Regions from separate parts of the Callithrix jacchus genome. Here region 2 is linked to region 1. The links are chromatin contacts, called in public Hi-C maps. All regions are on one chromosome and are shown on one strand. The core of a region is the stretch at or near the end of the contact, and the rest is flanking DNA. Distances in the headings are between cores, read along the strand shown.

Region 1 (3,324 bases), core at 399-2,898:
GGTGGATCACTTGAGATCCGGAGTTCAAGATCAGCCTGGGTAACATGGTTAATCCCCATCTGTACTGAAAATACAAAAATTAGCCGGGTGTGGTGGCACATGCCTTCCAGCTACTTAGGAGGCTGAGGCAGGAGAATCGCTTGAACCTGAGAGGCAGAGGTTTCAGTGAGCCGAGACTGCACCCCTGCCCTCCAGCTTGGGTGACAGAGTGAGACGACATCTCAAAAAAAAAAAAAAAAAAAGACAAAGAGGCCACCACCCACTACCCATAAAGCTTGAAGACATATTGGATAAGACAACCACGTACAGTTGTATACGTTGTGCACTATGCAAAGGCAATATGTCCAAAGGGAAGCCAGTCACATAATAGATTTATATACTCATGGTAGTTTTCCAGCAGATGGCTATAAAGTATCCTGAGGAAAGATCACCTTTTTCTGATTCACACAAAGACGCCATATAGACCAGCTGTGATCCTGGTGTCAAGAGCAGCATGGGTACTGACATAAGCTGCAGCTTTGGGTGGCAGGGAGAGTTTCAGGCTGAAATGGGGCCCGCCTTTCATTCAGCCTTTGCTTTGCGCAGCCACCTCCATGTGTACAGCAGAACAGTTCCGCTGTCGCTCAGGCCGCTGCGTCCGCCTGTCCTGGCGCTGTGATGGGGAGGACGACTGCGCCGACAACAGCGATGAAGAGAACTGTGAGAATACAGGTGGCGTCTCCCAGGGTGCAGAACCCATAGCCTATAGTTGGGGTGGAAGGGTGAAAAGACAGTTTTATTGCAGTCTTTCCAGTTGGGTTGAGGTTTTACCAGTGTAAAATCCGGGTGTACCATTGACCTGCGGCCTTATGGCCTGGAGCACGGTATCAGAGCTGCGAGTTTCAATTGCCACTCCTATTCTAACTCACACACTGCCAGTGCCTTTAGCTCTGGTCTAGTGAGGAAGGACTACCCTCCATCTGGCAGCCCCCACATGTGCTCCCCTGGCCACACCCAGTATGGAGCACATGGATGCACTTTTTCATTCTGTTCTGTATTTCTCACCATCCCACTGTAGAGAAAGCAAATACAGATACTCAGCCAGGCCTGTCTGAGCTGCTTCCTGCCCGGGACCCCCACCCTCCCACCTTGAGTCTCATCTGTCTCCAGCTTGCCCTAGAAAATGACAGGCTCCCATCTCCTTGTGGACCCAAGCCCTGCCTTGCTGTGACCTGACCCTCCCTCTCTCCCTCCTTCCTTCCCCCTCTCTAGGAAGCCCACAGTGTGCCTCGGACCAGTTCCTGTGTTGGAACGGGCGCTGCATTGGGCAGAGGAAGCTGTGCAACGGGGTCAACGACTGTGGTGACAACAGTGACGAAGGCCCACAGCAGAATTGCCGTGAGTGTCCCCAGTGGGCGGACCTGGCCCATGGTTTGTGGACAAACCCCACCCATAGGGTTCAAAGGGAATCCTCCCTCAGGACTCTCCAAGCTTTGGGAGCTGTTCTCCGTGGTCCAGGTGGAATGCCAAGTTGGCTGTCTGGGGGAGGATTCTGGGCTCAACTCCCAACTCTGGCTTGGCTGGCACAGGGCCCCGGACGGGTGAGGAGAACTGCAATGTTAACAACGGTGGCTGCGCCCAGAAGTGCCAGATGGTGCGTGGGGCAGTGCAGTGTACCTGCCACACAGGCTACCGGCTCACAGAGGATGGGCACACGTGCCAAGGTGAGCTGGGGCCTGGTTTGTAGCAGAGTCGGGGTTCTGGGCCAGGGCAGCAGACAGTCAGCTGTGTTTCCTATGGGTCAGGCATTTGAAGGATGTGACCTCATTTAATCCTCACAATAACCCTGGGAGGTGGGGACCATCCTTCCCATTTCACAGATGGGGAAACTGAAGCTCAGAGAGGTTAAGTAGCTTACCAAAGGCCACACAGCTGAGGAGCAACAGAGTTGGGATTCCAGCTCAGCTCTGCATGACCGTAAAGCCCCTAACCACTTCTTAGACGGCCTTTCCAGTAGGCTGGAAAGTAGATGGAGATGTGGGCAGAAAAGCAGCTCGGCAACCTGGGAGCGGGGGATGGGAAGATGGCAGAAGGTAGATCTCGACATGCCTGGTGTTCCCAGATGTGAATGAATGTGCCGAGGAGGGGTACTGCAGCCAGGGCTGCACCAACAGCGAAGGGGCTTTCCAGTGCTGGTGCGAAACAGGCTATGAACTCCGGCCCGACCGGCGCAGCTGCAAGGCTCTGGGTAAGGGCTGTTGGCAATTGGCTAGGTGGGCAGAGGGATGAGCATGGAGGAAGGTCAGGTGCTCTGGTCCTCAGGGATTTGCAGAGAGGTAGAGAGATTTCCATCACAGTAAAAAACAGTTGCATTCTAAGTCCCAAGAAAAACGCCGTTGGGTGGAGTGGGGTGGGATGAGCTAGGGTGGAGTAGGGTAAAGTGGGGTGGAGGAGTATAGTTTAAGGGTTGCTGCTCTTCTGGTACTGATGCTGACGGCTTGGGGCATGCCCTTGTGGGCAAGTGGCTCCATCGGTCAGCTGAGGACCTGTTGATGGGTACCAGGGGCAGCTCTGCAGCCCCGTGGGGACCCAGTGTTTGTCCTGTGTCCCAGGGCCGGAGCCTGTGCTGCTGTTTGCCAATCGCATCGACATCAGGCAGGTGCTGCCGCACCGCTCTGAGTACACACTGCTGCTCAACAACCTGGAGAACGCCATTGCCCTTGATTTCCACCACCGGCGGGAGCTTGTCTTCTGGTCAGACGTCACCCTGGACCGGATTCTCCGTGCCAACCTCAATGGCAGCAATGTGGAGGAGGTTGTGTCTACCGGGCTAGAGAGCCCAGGTAGGGAACCAGGCCCCATAGACAGGGGCAGAGCCACACCATGTGTGCAGCACCGGTGGGAGGAACAGGCTAGTCAGTGGTTTGCAAACCTGAGGCAGGAGGACATCTTTGTCTTCCAGTGAAATCTCAGCTGGAGTGCTAACGTAGAAAACATTTGTTAGCGTATATCAAACGTTCAAATATAACGTTTATAGGTTCAAATATAACATTTGCGCCGGGCGCGGTGGCTCACGCCTATAATCCCAGCACTTTGGGAGGCTGAGGCGGGTGGATTGAGGTCAAGAGATCGAGACCATCCTGGTCAACAAGGTGAAACCCCATCTCTACTAAAAATACAAAAAACTAGCTGGGCATGATGGTGCGTGCCTGTAATCCCAGCTACTCAGGAGGCTGAGGCAGGAGAATTGCCTGAACCCAGGAGGCGGAGGTTGCGGTGAGCCGAGATCGCCCCATTGCACTCCAGCCTGAGTAACAAGAGCGAAACTCCATCTCAAAAAAAAAA
Region 2 (3,324 bases), core at 419-2,918, 250 kb before region 1:
GGATTATGGGCGTGAGCCACCGCGCCCTGCCAAATGTGACCATTTTACTATTGTGTTGAAAACCCTTCAGAGGCTGGGCGCAGTGGCTCACGCCTGTCATCCCAGCTACTCAAGAGGCTGAGGCTGGAGAATCATTTGAACCTGGGAGGTGGCTATGTCAGTGAGCCAGGATTGTGCCACTGCACCCCAGTCTGGGTGACAGAGCGAGACTCCGTGTAAAACAAACCAACAAACCCCTTCAGGTCTTCCCCTAGGACACGGTTCCTGATTTGGATCTGGTCTGTGAGCCTGCTCCATCTGCCCCCTGCCTCCCTTGACTCCTCCACTGCATTCTGGCCACACCCGTCCTTCTGTCCTTCTAAAACTCTCCTTCCTCATGCCCTCCGGACAAGTCTGTCCCTCTACCCATAATGCTCCCTGCCCTCCATGCCTCCTCCTCACCTACCGATATCTCCGTATTCTTCAGGCTGAAGCCTCCATAGCACCTCTCGGGGGAGATGGAATAGGACAGCCCCTAACCTGGACTAGAATCGGCCCCTGCTACTGGCTTCTGCGGCTCTCAGCAACCTCCTCACACTGTTGGCTTTGTCCTGGGAACATAAGACCTACCGAGTGACACCTCTGTCTCCCTGCTTGTGGCTTGACTCTAGCATGGTGCCTGGCACATAGTAGGCAGTCAGTGTCTGTTGAATGAAGAAATGCACGAACAAATGAATGAGAGAAGCACTGTCCCATTTTCCTCCTGCCAGCTGACACCTGGAGTAATTTCTTAATCCCTGTCATAAAGATACTTAGTGAGAATCTTTATGGAGAATGCAGGCATTCAGAGGGATTAAGAAACTCCGGCGAAGGTTACAGGCTAGGAGCAAAAGAGCTATCATTCAAATACGATTACTTTCAGGTCTGGACAGTCCGTTTAAGGGGAGTAAACCAGCGTCCCGGAGAAGAGGGTCGGGCTGGTGGAGAGTCTAAAAACCATGATATTGGACAAGTTATTGCATTTAGATCCTTTTGCTTAGAAGCGAAGACTAGGGAGGAAGTAAGGGCTGAAACCCAAGTCTCGAAGGGCTGCCTCTGTGGGGGGATTTCACCGGAATCTAGAGTTTGGCTCTAGAGACTTTCTAGCTGCGTTGTTCTAGGATTGTGACTGATTTGTAAAGGAATGAGATGTGTATTGCCAGAAATGTTCAAGCAGAAGCTTGAAGGCTCATACTTCCCAAGGGTGGACAGAACTAACAGCTTCTCCTGTTAGTGCTAAGTCTAGTGTGGGAGAGTCTGATGTTCAGAGGTCTATGGCTGCAGAAGATTCTGAAGGATTGACCAAAAGGTGTTTTTAATCACACCATATGCTGTGCTGTCCATCTGCAAACAGATGCTGAGACCCAGGAAAGTTCTAGGCACCTGGGACTTTCCCCCCTGTGGAATCTTTCTAGCTGTGGAATCTCGACAGAACTGTGGGCAAAGGCAGGCAGGAAGCTCCTGGTCAGCCTTTGCCTTTGCCTGCAACCCTTCTATCCCCAGAGACAGCTCCTTCCTCCTGAATGCAAGCTCATCGCCACTCCCAGAGGGCTCAGGAAAGAATCTTCTTGGAGACGAGGTCATCCCCATGTGCTGTTTTCCAGTTGCTGGCAGTTGGCTCAGCACCCCTTCCTGCCAGAGGCTTTCTGCTAACGTGCCAGCTGCTTCTGACACCTGGGGGGGCCTGGCTGCCCTGCTTTGAAGTGGAGCCAGCAGGGAGCTGCTGCCAGCGAGAGTCTGCATAAATCTATTGGATCATGAGGGGATCCTTGCAGGCCTTGCCTCAGGGCTAGAGGGAGGGACTCGGGGAGAAGAGAGACCCTTGGGTTCAAGCTGCACTGAGCAGAACCATGTGTGGGGCGGAGCCCAGGACAGGCAACCGGAGTGGCGACAGAGTACTTGGCTGGTCTGAGGGGCTGGCCACGCTCTCCCTCCCCTGCTGACTTCCAGCAGCTGAGATGGGCAGACTGGCTGGGAGTTCTGAGGGTGCCAAGGAAGCAACAGCTTCCAGCCTGAACCTACTGACTTGTCAACTTCCCATTCACCCCTAATGAGGCTCAGTTTCCCTGGTCTAGCGGCACGGGCTGCACCCGTTTTCCTGAAGTTCTGGATTAGCTGACCCCAGGATCAAGTCCCAGTTCCACCACTCACTGGCCAAGTGACCGTTTCCCTCTGAGCCCCAGTTTCCTCCTCTGTGAAGAGGACATTATCACAGTTCCTGTCTCCCAGGATTCTTGTGGAGCATCAGCATGATGGTGTTATATGTGCTAGTTTGTAACAGGAACTCAGAGTAAGTGCTGGCTGTAATCAGTAAGTACGTTCTACCTGCTTTAAAGTGCTGGGAGAGCCCAAAAGGGCAAATAAAAATAGAGCCCAGAGGAAGTGTGTGCTGCCAGCAGCCACCAGGCAAAGGCCTCAGGTGGAAGCTGGCGATCGAGCTTCCACTTTACTTTTGGGGGAAGCCAGCCCTCAGCCAGGGCCAGAAAGAAGAGTCACTTTCCATCGACTTCTTTGAGGAGGTCACATGACCAGTGTCATTTGTGGGGTGGCTGAAGTGTGTCCCCAAGGCTGTTTGGGCTCACAGTGCACCTCTGTGATTTTTGTGTGAATGTCAGGGCCATGAGTGAGAAGCAGCGATGACACGATGTCTGGTTACCTTCTCCAGGGGGGAGGACAAAGGCTGCTGTGAAGGTGTGCTGGGACGTTTCCTGAGGGTCGCTCCTGTCGTGGGCTGGGTTGGAGGCACACTCATGCTGAACAGGCTGCCTGTAGCCCAGGCCCTTGAAAGTGGCGTGGCATGTCCAGGGCTTTGCTCTGCCCTGGCTCCAGCCTGCACCTCCCCCAAACCCTACTTGCCCCGAAATGCCTAAGACGCTTGATCCAGAGGGCGTGGGAAACACTGTGATGATAACAATAGTTAATATTCATTAAGGACTGTCAGCACTACACACCCGTAGGTTCATTTTCTGCTCATATTAATCCTATGAGGTCAGTTCAGTGAGTATCTTTATGAAGAACGCAGACATTCAGAGGAGTTAAGAAACCTAACACAGGTGACAAACTAGGAGCGAAAGAGCTGTGATTCAAATACAGGCCTCTCTGATGCTAATCACAGTTCCGAGACCACCTGCAGCCACTTCTGGTGAGAAAGCGCGGGCTCTTGCGGTCTCATGACAAGGAAGCGTTCCTGCCGCTGCCCGTTCCCTTCTCCCCGCCTGGGTGTTTGTTAGAACTGCCCCAGAAGGCCTGGCAGCTTAGGCCCCGGGTGCTGCTGCTTCCCTGCAGACAGCCTGAAGCCCTCAGTAC

What was found. Hi-C and Micro-C count contacts between places; a contact is called where the count stands out from the background.
Region 2: a contact with region 1 is called in a Hi-C map of induced pluripotent stem cells, with 5 times the contacts expected there. The contact joins two enhancer-like sites. A contact is called at or near these places in 3 of 3 Hi-C or Micro-C datasets (induced pluripotent stem cells and skeletal muscle).

What each region holds. Positions count from the first base shown.
Region 1 is chr10:111,951,070-111,954,393 of calJac240_pri, reverse strand. It overlaps LRP4 (LDL receptor related protein 4), which reads left to right. Exons shown (of 38, transcript XM_035262556.3): 8 at 586-711; 9 at 1,252-1,377; 10 at 1,569-1,703; 11 at 2,102-2,227; 12 at 2,592-2,822. Among named protein-coding and RNA genes, the nearest start is that of LRP4, 24 kb to the left of the region's middle. Within about 2 kb of position 1,648, at least 4 of the 16 cell types and tissues checked have an H3K27ac peak or open chromatin away from gene starts, as enhancers often do.
Region 2 is chr10:112,201,310-112,204,633 of calJac240_pri, reverse strand. The region is part of intron 5 of CSTPP1 (centriolar satellite-associated tubulin polyglutamylase complex regulator 1); the gene reads right to left. Among named protein-coding and RNA genes, the nearest start is that of ARFGAP2, 29 kb to the left of the region's middle. Within about 2 kb of position 1,668, at least 5 of the 16 cell types and tissues checked have an H3K27ac peak or open chromatin away from gene starts, as enhancers often do.